2 separate regions of the Rattus norvegicus genome follow, and region 1 is linked to region 2. A link is a contact called in public Hi-C data. All regions are on one chromosome and are shown on one strand. The core of a region is the stretch at or near the end of the contact, and the rest is flanking DNA. Distances in the headings are between cores, read along the strand shown. Region 1 holds the start of Kcnq5 (potassium voltage-gated channel subfamily Q member 5). Region 2 overlaps Kcnq5 (potassium voltage-gated channel subfamily Q member 5).

Region 1 (6,413 bases), core at 1,454-3,953, 550 kb after region 2:
AAATAAATAAATAAATAAAATTTAAAAATTGCCCAAATGTTACACCAGAAACCCATAACAACCGGCTTAACAATCAGGCATCAAAAAGAGAATGCTGCATTCTGAGAAATTTTCACTCCTGCTTGTAAACAACGCTTAGGAGACATCCGTCTGTGCAACGGTGGAGGTTATGTCAAACTCCCTCCGAACCCATAACATGTATTTTATATTCCATCATATTGAAAGCTCACAGCCCTGAATATTTTGAGCATGCTCTAAAAATACCATCATCCATACTGTGTATGTTTACAGCAAATTATGCCTCAGCACTTCTTTTTAAAAGTGTATGGCATATTCTAACAGGTCAAAATCATTTAAGTCATTAAGTGCTAAATTAATCGGCTATCAACCCAAGGAGATGAGCTTAACAAGTGTCAGGGGTGTTTATCCTTAATTTCATCCAAATACTTGTGCCTCTTCCATCAGCAAATGATAGACCTTATATTTTTGACTGTAATGACGCTAGACAGAACACAACATTCCCTGTGTGTGCCTTGCAAACCTATGAAGCTGGCCCGAATAGTTCACCTAATCCTTCGTGTTCACAGCAATCTGGAACTGTAAAAATTTCCAGACACCGGGGCCCCAGAGTGCAGACTCCACCAGTTTCCTGAGTTCTACCTGGTGACATTTCAGGTTCACCTATTTATAAAGGCAGCTCCTTCTTCTCTCCTGATATTATGATTTCTTTTTTTTTTTTTTTAAGTTTCCTGGGTTGGTGCCAATTCTTCATTCCACATGAGGGAGAAGTATAGGACGGCATGCCTCATTTCTAAAAGATTTTGTTTTTGTCTCTTCCAAACATACCTTAACTAGGAAACAAGGAATCAATCAGTTATGTGCCTGCAACTTTCTCTGAAGGTCTTCTAAGGCTAATATGTTTGTATTTCATCTTAACATAAAGAAGGAGGGGGTGGAGGGGGGCAAGAAGAAGAGGGTTCCTTTAAAAAGATTAAATAACTCGGGGTGTTAAGGCATAAAAATGACCGTAAGTCGTCGTCGTCCAGATACACCTAACTCTAACAGGAGATTGAATGAATGGACGTCGGGAAAAACAGTAGTAAACTTTAAAGCCACCGAAAGCTTTTTAATGCCTAAGGGAAAAATAAACATTTGCTTCCAATCATTTTCTCATTAAGCATTCTCGCATTCTCTGCTCGAAGGTGAGAGCTTACTACACACACACACACACACACACACACACACACACACACACACACACAGACACTTTGTCTCAGCGCCATAAGTGCCAACTAAACCCACTGCTTAATCCAGGTCACTCACAGCTGGCCCCTGTGCACTTCTGTTATAGCACCTCTGGCCATGTTCCTGACCCCCCTCCCCCTCCCCCCAGGTTCTCCACTTGTAGCTGGAGCTGCCTGCAGCCGAGCTTGAATAGCCTGCCAGACTCTGACCACCTCTATGTGGCAATGACTACTGCGTGCACTGACAGATTTTCCGTTGGTGACAGCTGTGATGGTGGCCAGGCGTGTTTCCGGGCGCGCTTACAACCTAGTCTCTCCACCACGTAGCAGCTTCCTCTGCTTGACCCCAGAGCTGACTGTGGACCCACTCTTAACCTTCTCCTCTCCACTCCATGCCACCCCGCCATGCCCTCCCAATCTTTCCAATATACTCTCCAGCCTCAGGTTGGTGCACAACCTCCCGGAGCGTTTCCCAGCTCCTGGGCGCCCCACTCAGTTAAGTTTCTGTATATCAGGACCTAATCGCTCCCGATTATCTGAGTCCCCTAAGTCTAGCTTCTGCCTTCAATCACCCAGGTACCTGGAACTGACCCGCAGTCCCCTGGGTGCTCTGGGGCAAAACGGTTCAATCTGAACCAGAACCAGAGGTGGCACAAGAGAGATGGAGGGCTCCAGAGGGCGGATGGCAAACACGTGCAAAGAAATTAAAAAAAAAAAAAAAAACCCACCACGTGTGTGTAGCTCTGTGTGTGTGCGCGCGCGCGTTTCCAAGCCTAGGGTCAGGGCGCTGGCGCCAAGTGCGCCCCGGGGCTCCAGGGGCAGGGGGCTCCCCATCAGAGGGCATGGCTAGGGCCGCACGGGGGTCGCGGGTGGGGGCGCGGGTACTCACACGAACGCGTGGTAGACGAACGCCCAGCCGCGGGGTCTCTCCAGCACGTTGTACAGATAGTTCTGCACCCTCCGGTACTTGACGTTGCGCCGACAGCTCTGGCTGCTGGTGTAGGAGAGCGGCTTCCCCAGCAGGCTCATCCGGGCCCCCTGCTTGCCCCGGCGGCTCTCTCTCAAGCCGCCGCCGCCTCCGCCGAGCGCCGCCGCGCGGGTGCCGAGCAGCAGCAGGCCGTCGCCCCTGGCGGCCGCCGAGTTCAGCAGCACCCTGCCGCGGCCGGACTCCACATCCTTCATGCCGCTGCCCGGGCGCCCCCCACCCGCCGCCGCCGCCGCGCCGCTCCTCACCCAGAGCCCGGCGGCACCGCCCTCCTCTCCTCCCGCGTGGTGGCGGGGCATGGCATCACCACGGGCACCGCGAGGGGGGCGCCGGCGCCTGCGGCGGGGGCAGCCGCTTCATGTGCGCGGGCAGGTCTGCAGGAGGAAGCCCGCAGCCGACGGGGCGCCCTGGGGGGCCGGCAAGCCGAGGGTCTGGGCTCCGGGCGGGGGCGGCGGGGTGTGCGGAGCAGGCCCGGGGAGGTCCGGATTTCTGCCGCTTCCAATTCCAAATCCGGACCTGTTGGGGGCGTCACTTTGTGAGGTGTCCCTCGCTTTCCTTTAGTCCGGTGGCTGCCACTCCCTCCTCCCCGCGGAGTGTCGCCACACGGGACCGAGGGTGTGCGGGATGCCCCGAGGCACGCTCGCACGCGTGCACACCCAGCTGGCTTCGAGTCTGTCTGTCCCCTGCACCCCCGCAGAGCACCAGCCTGATCCCAAGTCGGTCTCCCAGGCTGAGTTTGGCTCGGTTCTTCCTGGAGCTCGGAGGGTTAAGTCCTCCTGGTGCCTCGAGAACAAACTGGACGAGTGGGTCTCTGGGCTTCTCACGCTGCTACGCCGCGCCTGGTCTTGCCATCCTTGGGCGATGGGTGCGAGCAAGAGAGGTTCTGTCCTGCCCTCCAGGTGCTGGCTAGCCTAGGAGCGAGCCAACCGGGCTACGCTTGGGGCAGTGGCGCTTGGGTTCCCGCGCTGGGGACCAGTCCACCGCAGTTCAATGGACACACCCGGAGAGCGCCAGGCAGGGACCCAGCAGCTTCCCGCGACTCAATCCAGCCTGCAGGCTGTGACTTTCCATCCTACAAGCCCGCGAGTCGCAGAACATCCTTCCCATCCCCAAGGGTGGGGTGTGGGGAGGGCGTAAAACTCCAAAGTAGCTCCTTTGCGGTGAGGGAGCTCCTCCTGACAGAGAAGCCTGGGAAAATGAACCCACTTCCCTCCTTCAAGAAATTTCCATTTAAGTGGGAGAAAGTCATAAAACTGCTTTAAGTCTCCGCCGCGACGGTGGCGTCCCCAGTGAGTTAGAGAAGGATCGCAGAGGGTGGGGAGTCCAGGACCTGCCTCTCAGACAGGATGCTGTAACTTACAATGTTTAGAGACGAGGGGAACCACTGACTGGATCTCCTACCAATTCTGGCAGATGGACTCCCCAAAGCCAGCGCTCTTGGCTAAGAGTGAGATTATGGTGCTGCTGGCTCAGAACTCTGCCTTTCAAAAACATTGTTAGCAATTAAACAACAGATTCAGCGTTGGGGAAACTGAGAGGACGCCAGGATTGGGAACTACTTCCAAGAGAGCTGCCTTCCTCCCAAACATTAAAAAAAAAAATCACCAAGTTCAACTGAACTGTGCTTTCAATACAAAACCAAGGTAGACAATAGCAAAGTGGCCATCCGTGTGCCTTTTCCCCCCATTTCCATGAATATCAACCAACACTAAGGCAAAAATCTTGGTTGCCTCACCCCTAGCAGATAATACTCTACCAACACCCCCGCCCACCCCGTGCATACACCCACGCCCACAGACAGCTGCTCTCTGCAGTCAGAGTGTCAGCTAAAAGTTTTACTTTTATTTTTATCGTTATTGTTTTGTGAAGACCTCTCCCTGGTTCTTACTCAGCATGACCTTGCTTTCTTTAAAGCCTCTGGGCAGAAGGCACTACTAACCCCTAGCGCTGTGCAGCTGGCAGCGGTACCACGTGACTGTGAGCCAGCGCCAACACCCAGAGTCACTCCTGCCTTCCCCTAATACACTTCACACCCACACACCGTGGAGGTGCTAGAGAGATTGCTCCGTGCCCTGCTATTCAAGGCAGATGCAGAGAGAAAAAGAGAGAGAGCGTCCTGGAATAAGCTCTCCAATCCAAGAGCGTGGAGACCCCTGGCTGAAGGCGGGGCGAATTCGGTGCAGCTATATTTAGATTCCCCGCGGAGTTTCTGTGCAGGGACTTTCAGGGTGAAAGATGTAGAGACTTAAAATGACTCGTGCGCACGCTGTCGACGTGAGAAAAAAAAAATCCCAGCTTTTCTGAAAATAAGAAAACGAAAAGGCCACTTCCCCTTTAAACGAAGCTGTTTTCTTGGCTGCAAACTTCTACTGTGATTAGATCACCTTTGCCTCACTCAGTGGCTGGGCCCCACACACCCGCAGGAAATCTCTTTAAGGCATGACACAAGGCCATGTTTCCCCTCCAGAAAGGCCCAGGAAGTCAGCTGCTTAATGTCCAAGGATGGTTTCCTAGGGTGCAGGAATAGAACCAGGGAAGCTGTGATGTCTATTTCGAAAATGTCAATAAACCCAGGCAGGAGGATGGCAAGGACAGTTGTAATTAGTAAGGGTTATAGAGGTCGAAGACGTTTGTAACACTCTTTTCTGAGTGTCATCCACTTAATCACAAACCCAGAGAAGGGGGCTTGTCTGTGTATCCACAGACAAGATAGGCCACTAGGAACCCAGCATCCTGGCTCCCAGTTGGAGTACCCATTCTGCAGCTTCAAGTAAATGGACCGAACAGTACCGGACAGAACTGTATCTACAGCACCGCTGACTGTTAAGGGAAAGGCTGTTCTAGGTGTGAACCCTAGTGGATCATCCTGTTCATCCATCCCCGGGAAAGAAAGACTAAGACTCAGTTCCGACCTGTTCCTACGCCTCGGCCTGTGCCAAGCTTTCATTGCTACCCAGTAACTTCCCTAGATAGACAAAAGTCAACTTTGAGGGAAAGAAAGTGTTTATAATTAAGTTTTTATTGTTGTTGCTGTTCCTTTGAATACAGGTGTTGCTAGGAAACTGCCTTTTATTTCTTTTGCTGAAATATCAGTAGGCATAGTGAGCCATGCATGAAATAATGTAACGTTATTTCATGAATATATAATTACACTAAAATATTATGAAAGGGTAATAGTAAAGGTACACGACAATTCCATTTATTTATTTATTTATTTATTTATTCACTTATTTATTTATTTATTTATTTATTTTGCTTTTGTGCGACAGGATCTCACCCTGTAGCCCAGTTAGATATTTAGCTGAGGCTAGCCTTTAACTTGTAATTATTTCCCTGCTTGTGTCCTGAGTAAAAAGGCCTATTCAAAGGATCCCCTTAACTAATCTAGAACACATGAGTTGATTGGCCGGCCCTCATCCCTTAAGATGCTTTTGCTTTAGCCTGACAATGGCGGCACATGCCTTTAGTCCTACCACTCAGGAAGCAGAGGAGGGCTGATCTACAGAGCAAGCTCCAGGTCAGCTAGGGCTACACAGAGAAACCCTGTCTCAAAAAAAGGGAGGTAAGTGTCCTTTCAACTATTCCATTGCGATGCCTGCTTGAAACATATGGCCTTGGAAACTAAATTCCCTCAAGTCTATATAGATATGATTTTAGTTGAATATGGTTACTAGAAAATAATTTATTTCAAGGTATTTTCTGTCCTGCTATATGTTCTTGCTGAACTGTACTCTGGAATCACACCGTTAGAAATGCCACCTATAGGCTAAAGACGCACACATGTAGCGCCTACAAAGGGACACTAAATAAAGTCAAAGGTTAGCATCGCCATAGCACTCTTCCTTTCCTTGTTCAGGGCCATGTATTTTACTCTTCGTTTTAGCCCTCCCAACACAGTGTAGACTCACAGTCAAACCCATGTGTATTGTTCTGATGAGCTCGTGTGATGTCAGAGGTACTGTACACGGATACAGATACACTTTGCTCCTGTATGAGCCACCTGGGCTAGTTTGAGTAGCAATGATAATACAAGTTGCAAAACTTGGAACAGTAAGAATATTTGCTAACATAGAATAATGGAAGTCCTTGCTTGCTCAGTGACTTGCACCAAGTCTTGGCATGAGGGCAGAAGCCTCTGCCCTCCTGAATAGGAATGCCCTTTAAACTATACGATCCGCGTCTTT
Region 2 (5,849 bases), core at 219-2,718:
GTGGACCGTTTTCTGGTTACCAAGGGGGAAGAAATGAAGCTCCTGGCTTAATAATTCTAAACCTCAGGAAGAAATGAGATTGTTGAAAATGAAGGAAATATCTATTTTTGGCCTTTCAAGAAAGGTTTTCTCTGGCAACCCTGCCTGTCCTGAAACTCACTCTGTAGAGCAAGCTGACCTTGAACTCACAGAGATCTACTTACCTTTGCCTCCTGAGTGCTGGGATTAAAGGCATGTGCCACTATGTCTGCCTTGAGAGAAGTGTCTTAAGAGAAGCCATTCAACTATGAATTTGAAATGCCTTTTAATTATTCCTTTACTCGCCTCTCTAAGACCATTGTATTTAAGATACAAAGATGACTTCTAGCTATAAAAATAAGCAAAGTGAGAGAGATCTGGGGTCTGGGAAGTCCCGGGTTAGCGGGTAGAGGGTGAAAGCTGATTTCGTGTCTTGGGCCAGCCTGGGAATTCTGTCTTCGCTCTCCCGACATAGGTGGGCGTAAATACGGAGAAACTGAAGAACCCAGATGAAGGGCAAGAAGGAATTCTAGGTGAAAGGGCATCGGGTGAAAATTGTGTGTCCTAAAGGTCCAATGGTTTCTGCCTGAAAGAAAAACCCCTGGAGGAGACAGACAACCCAGTGACACTGAATTTGCACCCAACAAACTTTGGGTTAGAGTTTTGACCTAGCTGTCATTCCTGACCCCTGCTTTAGATAGGAACTATGAGGAAGGGCCAAGAAACCAGGAACAAATGAAAGGCTATAAACCGGCTGGTCAAGGAGGTCAAAGACTTTGGGGGCCTCTGCCATGTTTACAAAAGAAGTGGTGATAGCTTGTGCAATGCCTGGGGAAAAAAGGAATTATTTTGGACATTGCACCAGGGTAAAAATTAAGGCCTTTAAAATATATTTAATAATTAGGGTGATATAGTATTAGACTGTACTTCTTAATATACTTGGAGAGAGGTGTATAATTATTTTGCAGATAAGGACCCATACAGAGAGAGAGGCCAAGTCACTTGGCTCATGTTTAAGGAACTATCTATCAAGCATGGGATAGGAAATCAGTCAGTTTGACTCCAGAGTTAAGCCTTTAATTATTACAGTCTCCTACTGCCTTAATATCTTGGTACTTTGATGTACTAGAGCCTTTTTTCACTCACACGTGCCTGACACATAACACGCTCAATAAACCTTTGCCAAGTGAATGGCCCGTTCTTATGGCACTTCCTGGCTGGTCTTTGGGGTCCCCTAAATGAAAGAAGTCAGTTACACTCAGAGAATTCTCTTCTTCACGTGAGTGAGTCGCATGCATTACAGGGTTAATGCAACAGGCGAGAGCTAAGGATTCCTCCGGTCAATCTCTTTGAATGCTCTTGGTAATCAAGAGGAGTGGAGAAATCTGATCCTGTTGAACAAAGCTGAGGTGCTGCAGTAACACCACTAGAGGGCGCAAAAGATTCACCGCAGACTGAATAGGCACCTCTTCCAGAAACTGGAGAAGCCTGCTCACACATTTTCTGAGAAGTAAGGAACTACAGCTAAGTTAAACCTCGGGCAGAATATATCTATAAATACAAACACATGTGTGCTTCTGAGGCTCTAAGGAAACGTAGGTGCATTTGTTGTGTTGCCACGAGTTATAAAATCTCACAAGAGTCTCCTTCCAGTATCTCTAAATCGGGGTGAAGACATGAATATGTAGACAGAATAATGGGAAAACAGAAGCAGCAGTGACTACAACAGATGGATGGCCCGGCCAGCAGCCAAACCAAGTGCAGGGCAGAGAGGGCCCAGCTGACTGTGAACTGAAGAGGCGTTTGATTGACTGTGAAGACAGCACTATTTCCCAAGCTTGGCTGCTCTTTGGAATCACCCGGGGAGCTTGGGGCCCTGACTCTAATTCTGATTTAATTGGTCTGGGATATGACCCAGAGAGTTTTGATTTTCTTTCTCCTCTTATTTTGAGACAGAGTTTCACCATGAATTGCCCATGCTGGATTTAGATTCTGAGTTCAAGTGGTCTGAGTACCTGGGAAAACAGGCTGTAGCTACCAGACAAAGACACATCGATACACACATATGTACAAACAGAAGTATACACGCACAAACACACACATTTCCTTTGTAGTGCTATAGACTGAACCCAGGGCTTTATGAATGCTAAAAAAGTGTTTTGTGGTTTTTTTTTTTTTTTCCCTTAGCCGCAGAGATTTAATGGTGGCACTCTTGGTCTTGTTTGCCTGCTTTTGTGATAGGAAACAGTTCATTTCATCTGATAGTGCACCACTGAAGGAAGCCTGTGTAAGACACAAGCCCCTTCAGCCAAAGCACTTTCAGACTAGTAAGACAGCTGACAAATGGACAGAAGGCAGCACAGGTCAAGATGAGAGCATAGGGAAGGAGTGTTCAGCTGGACTGGAAAAAATGCTAGCCCACAATTTCTGGATGTGACAGCCTGTCACAGGCCCTGCATACCCATCTCTAAGGCATCTGATAGTATATTCCCCTGTCTCTAAAGTGCATGTGTGGTCCCTCTCTGGACAGTCTTTCTTCCTACTTTGTCTTGGTTTCTTGGCATCCTATGCTCAGCTGTTCTGTATTTCACAGCCTTTCTTCTGAGTTTGGAAAACTCTATTTTCTGATGTTTGAGTTGTCGTCAAATGCAGCCTCTGTATACCTTTAAAATCAAAGGGTCCAGGGTGTGGTGGTATATGCCTGTAGGCAGACGGATCTCCGTGAGTTCAAGGTCAGCCTGGTCTACAAAGTGAGTTCCAGGATAGTCAGGGCTACAGAGTGAAACCCTGTATAAGTAAGTAAGTAAGTAAGTAAGTAAGTAAGTAAGTAAGTAAGTAAGCAAGTAAGTAAGTAAGTAAGTATATATATATATATATCAAGGGCCTTTCCTGGGGTGGTGATGCTTATTATTGAGTGACATGGAGATGCTGGATTGACACATAACCCAAGCCTACCCCAAGCTCTCAATTTTCAGACCTTAACTCAAGTGTGGTAGCATTCATGGAGCATACCGAATAGGCAACCAGATCTACATGATTTGGTAATTTGTGTCCCTCTTGTAAGTATGTGCTGTTACTCATTATGGTATTTAGTGATATTGTTTTCCTGTTAATATACGGACATAATTCAACAATGTATGCTTTTATTAGTAGGCTAAGTATTTTTTGAAGCCTTGGAGAGTTTAGATGCCCCGACTCTTTCTGTCTGTCTTTCTGTCTGTCTGTCTTTCTGTCTGTCTGTCTTTCTCTTTCTTTTTAGTTTTTTTAAAAATGCATTTTATGTATGTAAATAATTTGGCAGAATGTATGCATGTGTACTTGGTGTATGCCTGGTGTCTGTGGGAGGTTAGGAGAGGGCAGCAGATCCCCTGGAAGTGGAGTTACGGAGAGTTATGAGTACCACGTAGCTGCTGGGGACTGAACATGGGTCTTCTGTAAGAGCAACAGATGCTCTTTACCACTGAGTCATCTCCCAAGCCCCATTTCTTAGTAGAGATATTTAAATTGGCTTCACTTGTATACAGCGTGTCTAGTGTTCTCACTAGAGGTTGTGGCGATTTAAGTATGCTTGGTCCATGGGATGTGGCACTATTAGGCCTTGTTAGAGGACATATGTCACTATAGGATTGGGATTTGGAAGTCTCGTCTATGTGTGCAAGTCTCGCCAGTGGATCCAGAGTTTCTCCCTGACTGCCTATGGATCAGGATGTAGAACTCTCTTCTCCTTCAGCACCATGTCTGTCTGCCTGGATGCTGCCATGCTTTCTGCCATGGTGATAATGGACTAAACCTCTGAAACTGTAAGCCAGCCCCAGTTCATATTTTCCTTTCAGTGGGAGAGGATGCAGCTAGTCCTGCAGAGACTTGATGTGTTAGGGTAGGGGGGATACACAGGGATCTTCTCAGAGGAGAAGGGATGGGGGATGGGGGTGGTAATGGGAGGGGGCTGATAATGATCAGGATGTAAATTAAGAGTTGCCTTGGTCATGGTGTCTCTTCACAGCAATGAAACCTTAACTACTGCTCAGGTATACCAGTTGACTGGCTTAGAACATGTTTCTATGTCTGTCAAAAGAGCCCCCCCCTTTATTTTGAGAGAGCTCTGTGTATTTCTTGATATCCCGAAACTCACTAGGTACACCAGAGATCTGCCTACCTCTGCCTCCTGAGCACTGGGATTAAAGGCAAGTGCCATCATGCCTGGCCTAAATTATTGTTGTTCTCTAGCTGAATGACTACAGAGGACGTTCTGAAGGCTTGGTAATTTTCTTACTAAGAAAGGTAGTAAAACTGAAGTAGAATCTTGCAGATTCAAGTAAGTCTATAAATAGTTAACTTGCCTCATAGGGTCTGCTTAACCTTGGTATGGTATCTAAATACAGGGATTTTGTTTTTCTAGGAGAACAAAATTCTGCGTAAACTTTAAAAGCATGGAAGGACTATGCAAAAAGTGCTCATACACCCTGTTGTTCTTAAATCATTTTGTTCCAGCAACACAGAGACTCGGTTTAAATTATAAATAAATAAAAGGTTAAAAAAAAAAAAAAACCAAACATCTCTGCATGCCATCACACTGTGCCTCCTATAGGAACAGTAGTTTAATTTGGCCTCAATGAAAATCTGGCCACAAGTCATTATCTTCCAAAAAAAAAAAAAAAAAAAAAAAAACCAAAGAATATCCTAGGGAATACATTAGCTGATTTTAAAAAACATGTGCTAAGTGATCCTTACAACATTCTTCTGGCAGCGCCCTGCCCTTAACTGTAGCACGGCTGTCAAGAATGTCTTAATAGTGACTGGGAAACAAAGAACCATTACCTCTGTTAAAACAAGGAGGAAAATAAGACATCAGCAAGATAAACAGCTCGTGATGACTGAACAGCTTTGTAGACTTAAAAACAACAGCAACAAGCACAACCGGCAAGCAGAGCCTCCTCCCTGTGGAGTATTTGTGTCTGAAGTACAAAGCGAGGCTTCAGAAGGACCCAGGGTTTAGATTGCATTAGAGGAAGGGGCAGAGAGGATTGCCCCGTGTGTGCATCTCCGCACAGGTTGTACAGAAAGAAGACTAGAAGGCTCTGTCCTGTAATCTAGGGTGACAGTGGGGTCTGATTTGCATATCCACCTCAGAGGGTTTGACAGGCCGTTGTGGGCTCTTCCGTGGCTGATCTGATGCGAGCTATTTTAGAGCAGCTGAGTCTTTGCTAGTCACAAAGAATTTCTTGACACCCGTGTTCATCATAGACTCAGAGATTCCAATATTTAAAAAGAGTTTGAAAAAGTGCTCTGCTGACTCTCTGACTTCAAACCCTTTCCTCTAACCTGATTTCCCTCTCCCTCTGGGGGCTTAACCCTGGTGGACTTTCCAAGGACCTTTTAACTCAATCTTTCTGAGCTCTGCATTTAGCACATTTGACCTCTGACTCCTGCTCAAGCCGGTTCCTCCACTCCTTCTACTACAACCTCCATCTGTCTGTCCACTTGGAGTGACTCCCTTTTTTGCTTTGTGGCTCCCTGAATGCTTTCAAGCATTGGAATCTGTGTAGACCATTTTATACTTCCTGGGATAAGACATCAGTAAGACAATTGTTGCTTTGCTAATGGTTACCATGTTGGTCTCCATTCCATTTTTTTTTTTTTTCTTTTACTGGGCCACAGACCCAGAGAGAAAGATTCAGTCTGCTGCTGAGCCCTGCTGGCACTCTAATTCAATAGTTGCTTCTCTTAAGCCAAGTACTCTTTGATGGCTTATGTATGCTTAAGGGAGTGGCACTATTAGAAGGTGTGGCCTTGTTGGATTGGTGTGTCACTGTGGATGTGGGCTTTAAGAC

The links. A called contact is a pair of places that touch in the nucleus more often than the background predicts.
Region 1: a Hi-C map of prefrontal cortex shows a contact between it and region 2, with 4 times the contacts expected there. The contact joins the promoter of Kcnq5 here to the enhancer-like site in region 2. A contact is called at or near these places in 11 of 12 Hi-C or Micro-C datasets (the A7r5 cell line, the Rat2 cell line, Schwann cells and 6 more) and 1 of 1 datasets of contacts at active chromatin or transcription factors (oligodendrocytes).

The regions. Positions count from the first base shown.
Region 1 is chr9:31,888,578-31,894,990 of GRCr8, forward strand. It overlaps Kcnq5 (potassium voltage-gated channel subfamily Q member 5), which reads right to left and starts at 2,704. Exons shown (of 15, transcript NM_001134643.2): 1 at 2,134-2,704. The coding sequence starts at 2,528.
Region 2 is chr9:31,337,758-31,343,606 of GRCr8, forward strand. The region is part of intron 12 of Kcnq5 (potassium voltage-gated channel subfamily Q member 5); the gene reads right to left. Among named protein-coding and RNA genes, the nearest start is that of Khdc1b, 23 kb to the left of the region's middle. Within about 2 kb of position 1,469, at least 25 of the 93 cell types and tissues checked have an H3K27ac peak or open chromatin away from gene starts, as enhancers often do. A contact at or near this core is called in prefrontal cortex, where this site is marked.